Linked DNA regions of Zea mays: region 1 is linked to region 2. The links are chromatin contacts, called in public Hi-C maps. All regions are on one chromosome and are shown on one strand. Each heading gives the region's core, a stretch centred on a gene start, on an enhancer-like site or on the middle of the called end of the contact. The rest is flanking DNA. Distances are from core to core; before and after follow the strand shown.

Region 1 (3,413 bases), core at 907-3,406, 160 kb before region 2:
TTTATTGTTCATGATAAGATTATGATGTTAATTGGAACATGGAGCTTAACTTGAGATAACAGTGCTACCACAAGGGTGGAATGGGACGTCCTAGACCAAGTAAATAGGAAAACTACGGAGAGACTACCTTACCCGAAAGAGGCAAGCAGGGAGTGCGTTGCTCTAGAGTATAGGGAGGTACTCGGGTTGAACTATATGTAAAGCTTTTCGGATGAGAGATTCCTATGCTTCCTTCTTCCTGAATCTGTAGCGGGCTTTATCGAACTAACAGAATTTTGAAAAGACCTCGTAGTGCTACCCTTCCTCGTCTTCTCGGTAGAGATGAATGGGATTTCTAGACCCCTTGGTAAATGAGTAACATGACTTGTGGGTAAATATGTGCAACCTCTGCAGAGTGTAAAACCGGTATATCAGTCGTGCTCGTGGTCAAGAGCGACTCAGGACTCTCACATGAGTAACTTATGGAATTAAACTTAATCTATCATATGCATTGTATTGTGGGAATTATTTATCAATTGTGATCTCTTATTTTATTGGATGGTATACACTTATACTTAATAACCGCTAATAAAATTTGACCAACTTATTAAAATCAATGCTCAGCCTTAACCATTATTTGTTAATCGGCCTTACACTACGCATGAGCCTCCATCGTAAGTAAGCTCATGCACATTATTCCCCACACTTGCTGAGCGATGAACATCTGTGAGCTCACCCTTGCAATACCCCCAGATGAAGAGCAGGTGTCCCCGGAGGAGAACTACTACGATGAGTTCGATGAGATATAGATGTCGTCTCCTAGTCAGCTTGATGGCGCTATTGAAATAATATTAGTTTGATTTATTTATTATCAGTTATTTTGTAAGACATTTTCGCTATGTAATAAAGTTTGTGACATTCGTCTCTATACACTGAGTTATTGTATGTATTGATCTTTTTTGGTGTACATATGATTCACACCGGGGTTTACCCATTAAATCCGGGTGTGACAGCCGGCCCCTGCACTACACCTTCACCGGATCCCACCCCTTCCATCGTCGCCGCTCAAAGCCTGCGCCGCCCACTCGGCGCCCCTGATACAATCCACGGCGGCGGCGACATTCACCTGCAGAGCTATATGCTAAACATTATGTTTCAGTTTTAACTCTGATTAAATGTTCATTTTTGCATGTCTGCATTTCTGCATTATCAGATCACAACTCATACGAAGTGAGTTCACCTGTGTGAAGAAGAGGTTGTCAGGCGCCATATATATATGTGGAGAGCCTTTTTTAGAATTCAGACAAATAGATCATGCAACTCATATGAATATATTCATGAATAATGGCGACGTTCTTATGAATGGCATTTCAATGGTAATGCAGATCGTCCTTTTTCAGAATTCAGAGAAGCATCTGCATCCCCGTTCATGATGTGGCGATGATTTCAGCAACCTCTGTTCGAACTTTCAATGGTAATGCGTACCGGCCCTTTGTCACAACTCATACAGAACCCAGGATCATTAGTAGTAGCATTTTAAAAGATGAGACGCTGTATGTGAAAATAAATAAATGGGCGCTCAAATCTGAATCTGCACGCATGAGCTGAAAAATGAAGCAAGCTGTTACGTTCGGAAACGTTTCACGGAATAGTCATTCACGTTATAAAAACTGAAGCGGCCGGTCTGATTGACATTTTCAATTAAAAAGGTTAGAAACCAGTTTCTAGGAACGGGCTTCGAAACGGCAACACCAGTTTTTTTTTTGAAACTAGTTTTTGAAAATCGAGATAAGAAACCAGTTTCTTATAAACTATCAAGCTTCCAAACAGGCCCTAATCACCTGGTCTGATGGATCGCAAGCCAATGAGTTGACTGGCATATAGATGTATCCTAACATTATTATTAGGCCGTAGCGTAGCTGCGGTGCAAGTAGATCCTACTGCTTGCCATGCAAAGGTATTTATTGTTGGCTGGTGCAGCTAGCAGTGGTAGAAGCATCCGTCTCTCTCTCCTGTCTCTGCAGCTGTGTGGACTGGGGTTTTCTTTCTAGACGTCTGTCTCTGGGTCTCGGGAATACGATCCATGTACAGCAACAGCAGCACTGGCTGCTGCGCATGCAGACTCTAGCATGCATGGTGGTAGCAAGAGCCAAGAGGCAACGACGACGACGTCATGCTCCTGCAAAAGTAGCGAGTAGCCATATAGCGCGCTGTCTCTCTCTCTCTTGCCATCGATCCTTTACACGGAGGAGCCAATAATTCTATTCATTCTTTTCTTCCCTTCCCTGGCTCGACAAAGTTGACAAAGTTAATGTCTGTCAGAAACAGTCCACTCACTCGCCTTTTCCCATCCATCTTTTTTTTTGTCATTGGACTTATTTCCTGCCGCTTGTCTATCTAGTAGCTCGTGGTTCCTCTCCAAATTGGAAATTAAATTGGCCTTATGTATAGACTATTTTTATCTTCCGACGCATGTAATTTCTATGATACGTACTCAGATTCTCTCAACAGCACAGATCCATCGAAAAACTGTTTAGAAAGAAAAAAAGCTGAACCAAACAGTCATTTATATATATATATATATATATATATATATATATATATATATATATATATATATATATATAGAGGCCCTGCTGCGTGCAGCTCTCTTCTGTACTAAGATTTCATCCCTGATCCTGCGCGGGTTATCATTAATACGAGAGAGGGCCATCTCATGCATCCGTCCTGCTCTCCGATCCCTGATCTGATGGATCATTCCAACAATATTTAATATACTACTCTACTAGCGTCGTGTGTACATGTGCCTTGTAGTACTGTACTGTACAGCTAGCTTGCTAGCTCCGAGCAGCAAAGCAGGCTGCAGGCAGGGCTTGAAGTCGCATTGCATTGCATTGCATCGCAGCATGCATCAATTCCTGCCCAGAGAGCGAAGTGAATTAATTAATTAGCACCAAGGACTGTGGTACGTACTGCTGCTAAAAACTAAAAAGGTTTGAAATGCTGAGAGAGAGAGAAAGAGAGAGAGTACATGCATGCAATGCAATGCACCATGCATCTTTCAATTCCATGGCGCCGTAGCATCTCTCTCTCTCTATAGCCTTCTCTTTCCATCAACCTGAGCAAAAGAAAGCTGGTTTCCTGCAGGCTGCGTGCGCCCGGCGGCCGTCTCTGCTGCGTGCATGCATCAGCATGCGCGCAGTAACTCCACACAGCCAGCCTCTCCTACAAAAGACATGTACTACAGTACCGCTACCGAGCTAGTACTAGGTACACACAGTGTGTGTGTGTGGCTGGCTACTAGTGTTTCTTCTTGAACGATGAATATACAGCACAATCCTCCTGCTCTCTTGCTCTTGCTCTTGCGCTGCATGCTCTTCCTTCCCCGCACTCCCTAATAGCTAGGCATGCATTGTCCATTGAATTGAAGCTCT
Region 2 (3,459 bases), core at 323-2,822:
TCCATTGTGTAAGTCTTCCCGGTACCAGTTTGCCCATAAGCGAAAATAGTGCAATTGTAACCTTCAAGGACCTCATTTACTATCGGCGAGATGGATTGTTCAAACAAATCTTTCTGCTTGGACGATGGGCCAAAAACCTACTCAAAATGAAATAGTTAACTAAATCTAGGTCAAAACACACAGAGATTAAGTAAACAAGACTAGGTAAATTCTAAGTATGAACGAAACAGTCAAGAAATTGCTCGACAAAGTGATATAATACCTTGTCGAAGGCAAATGTGCGATCAATCTGCTTATTGGCAATAATTTGAGTGGCGGCAACTTCCCGGCGACGGTCATTGCACGAAATAACCACAGGAGTATTCGACTTTGTTTCTTCATCACTCAACGGCCTGAATGTATCAAATCACACATTGTGATAACAAAAACAAAATTAGACAGAACTTTTAAGCTTTAACTACTGAGCCCTCTCCACCTGCATCTTAGAATGACTTGCACATTGACTCCTTTCTCCTTGTCACCTTTTGCGATGAGGTTGCTATTGGTATTTGTGCTGACATTGGCCTCCCCAGATCTCAATTCTCTTCCAGACTTCTCGGTCGATCTTGGCGATGGCGATGGAGGACAATTCTTCCTGTCCATCTCCAATTCTTTGAACAACAGCCCCGCCAATTTCAAATTCTGCGTTGAAGCTTAATGCTTAAAATACAGTTGCCAAATCCTCAAAGAGTTGAACTGAAAATAAAGCCAGACAATGTATAAGAATAAATAAAAAGACGTCAATTGGATGGGCCAGTTGTCAAATTTTGGCCTAGATCATGGGAGCAGCATGAAGAGACAGACAAATGCCGGACACTAGGAGCAAATGCAGAACAGACAACAGCATCGAGACAAACGCTATGCAGATGCAAATCTTGGAGAAACCCCAATGAGATATCCAGTGGTGGAGACTGAAGCAAATTGGGATACAATTGCAGCTGTTTAGCAGATCAAAATGAGATCTTTCGCGCTCTACGGAAGGGAAAAAATTGTCCAGAAGATTGGAATAATCAGAAACAAGGAGGCAACACGATATAAATAAACAGACAATCTGCGAGCACTTCAGAAATCCAGTCCAACAAGAGCGGATACTCGAAGAAAAAAAAAGTGGTATCTGCGGGTGCTTAATCAGCTGCCGAAATCAAGCCGAAAAACCTCAGACAGATCATGAAGACATCAAACTATCAAAGTGAGATCTTTCTCGCAGGAAGCCACATCAAACCCACTCTACCAGATGAAGATAAGGGGGGAAAGCAGTGGCTCTAAAAACACAACCACAGAGACGAATCAAGAAGCAGGGAGGGAGTACCACTGTCCCACACGCAGGCTGACCACCGAACTCTAGCACGAAGCAATGCGATCCAAAGCACCTCTTGGATTGGAGTAGGAGGGGTGTAGGACTAGGAGCAGGAGTAGTAGGTGGGGGGCAGCGGCAATGGCGATGGCGAGATCCAGGGAACAGGCCCCCCTGAGCTGCAGGCTGCAGCGCGGTGACTTCTAGAACAGCTCGTGGTCTCTATCAATGGCCTCCCTCCCTCGTCCCTCTCTCTCTCCAGCTTTTGCCTTTTATCTTTGCCTTTTGTTTGGAGGCAGCTCAATTCGTAACACCGACGCGCTCGAGCTTTCAACCATGTTTGTTTACTAAGCCGGCATGAGGGAGAGAGAGAGGGGGAAAAACAATTGGACACTGGACAGTAAATCCAGTTTTATTCTGTTGCCGTTACAGTAAGATTGAAGCGTCTCAATTTAATTTTGAAGTTACTTTCTACTCTGCTGTTAAAGATTTAATTAAAGCGCGGTGTTGAAGGATTCTGGTTTCTTCTTCTTGCAGGTGGCGTTCTCTTTCCTTTTTATCCACTTATAAACAAATAAGCTCATTGCTTCTGGGTAACAATTTTGTGGTTGAACTCTCTAAATCATGACGGAAATTGGCGTTACTGTATGAAAAAATATACATTCTCACGGCCGGGATTCATCACTTTTTTTTATCGGTCCATGGAGCAACTGTCTATTATACTAGCGGTCCTTTTGGTAGGTGCTGATTGGATTTGATTATTGCGTTGAGTGCTAAGGAGATCTATCCAAATGTACATGTCTTTTGTCCTGATTTGTTTATTGAATCACAGCGTAGTAGATTAGTGTACCGACTCTTCCCGGTGAGCTGTTAAGAATCAGTCTCAGGTTCGCTTTTGACCGGGTTTTGATGCGTTTTGACCAGGGTGCTCAAGGAAATACCATCAAGCAGCTTTGCTTAGGCGGTGATTCATGCTCGTTAACGCTTGTTTCATTAAAACAAAAATAAGTTACAAAATACACCACTACAAGAGATTAGTAGCACGTACTAAAAAAAACCCACCTACGAAAGGGTTAGGCCACATCCAACGCTGCCATGCACAAGTCCCCCACTTAGTGTTTATTTGGTTAGGGTAGATCAAAGGAGATTTAGGCCATGTTCGTTTACGCCATCTCAAATCAAACCACATGGGACATTCCGGTCGGGTACAATCTCTATTCATAGAGAAACACATGCTCGTGATTTTATTCTGACTTTTCCTTACCACACGGTTCAGAAAATAACCGACGAGTCCAACATGGAAGAAACTCATGTCTCACAAACTAGCGACACGCGAGATGACACAGATATACGGTGATGCAGTGGCAACGAGTTAAACCCACAAGGGGACTGAGTGGCAGCGAGAGTGCGTGGATATCCCATGTGGTTTGAGATGGCCTAAATGAACAAGTTCTTAGAGCTTGTTTGGTTAGGGGTGGATTGAGGGGATTGGAGGGGATTACTTTTTTTTCTATTTAAAATTGTATAGAAGGGGATTTAATCTCCTCTAATCCCCTTGCAACCGAAAGGGTGTAGGGAGAGCTTTGGGGTAGAATTGTTCGGCCGTAGGGAGAGCTTTAGGGTGGAATTGTCCTTCAACTGTCACACCCGGATTTAAGGACAAATACAGATGCATCTCACATGTGTGTCAGGATCAAGTCTCGCACAATAATGACTCATGGTACAGAACTCAATGCCACAACTTTATTAAATAAGGGAGTTTCTATACAAAAATAACTAAATAAAATACACCATATGACAACAACGATCCTCCACAACCATAGTTGACTAGGAGACGACGGTCTAGACCTCTCCAAACTCATCGTAGTAGTCCTCCTTTGGTGGTACATGTTCTTTACCTAGTGTGATTATAGCAAGGTGAGCTCTCATGCGGTCATCGCTCAACAAGTGTGGGGAAAAAAGTATAGTGTAAGGTTTACCAAGAAATGCGTTGAGGTCGAGCATCGCTTTTAATTTTGTTGGTCAAAATTTTATTAGCAAGTACTAAGTGTTGGCGACGATCTAAGCGCCAAACACTGGAAAGGACTATCTGGCTGTGCTCTCTGCGGAGGCGCATACGGTCTGCG

What was found. Hi-C and Micro-C count contacts between places; a contact is called where the count stands out from the background.
Region 1: a contact with region 2 is called in a Hi-C map of ear, with 2.7 times the contacts expected there. The contact joins the enhancer-like site here to the promoter of LOC100191898 in region 2. A contact is called at or near these places in 3 of 25 Hi-C or Micro-C datasets (ear, endosperm and leaf).

The regions. Positions count from the first base shown.
Region 1 is chr6:37,614,849-37,618,261 of Zm-B73-REFERENCE-NAM-5.0, reverse strand. No RefSeq gene overlaps it. Among protein-coding and RNA genes, the nearest start is that of LOC103629201, 50 kb to the right of the region's middle. Within about 2 kb of position 2,156, at least 8 of the 20 cell types and tissues checked have an H3K27ac peak or open chromatin away from gene starts, as enhancers often do. A contact at or near this core is called in ear and leaf, where this site is marked.
Region 2 is chr6:37,451,246-37,454,704 of Zm-B73-REFERENCE-NAM-5.0, reverse strand. LOC100191898 reads right to left here and starts at 1,572. Exons shown (of 23, transcript NM_001360691.1): 1 at 1,349-1,572; 2 at 476-681; 3 at 263-392; 4 at 1-137. The coding sequence starts at 642.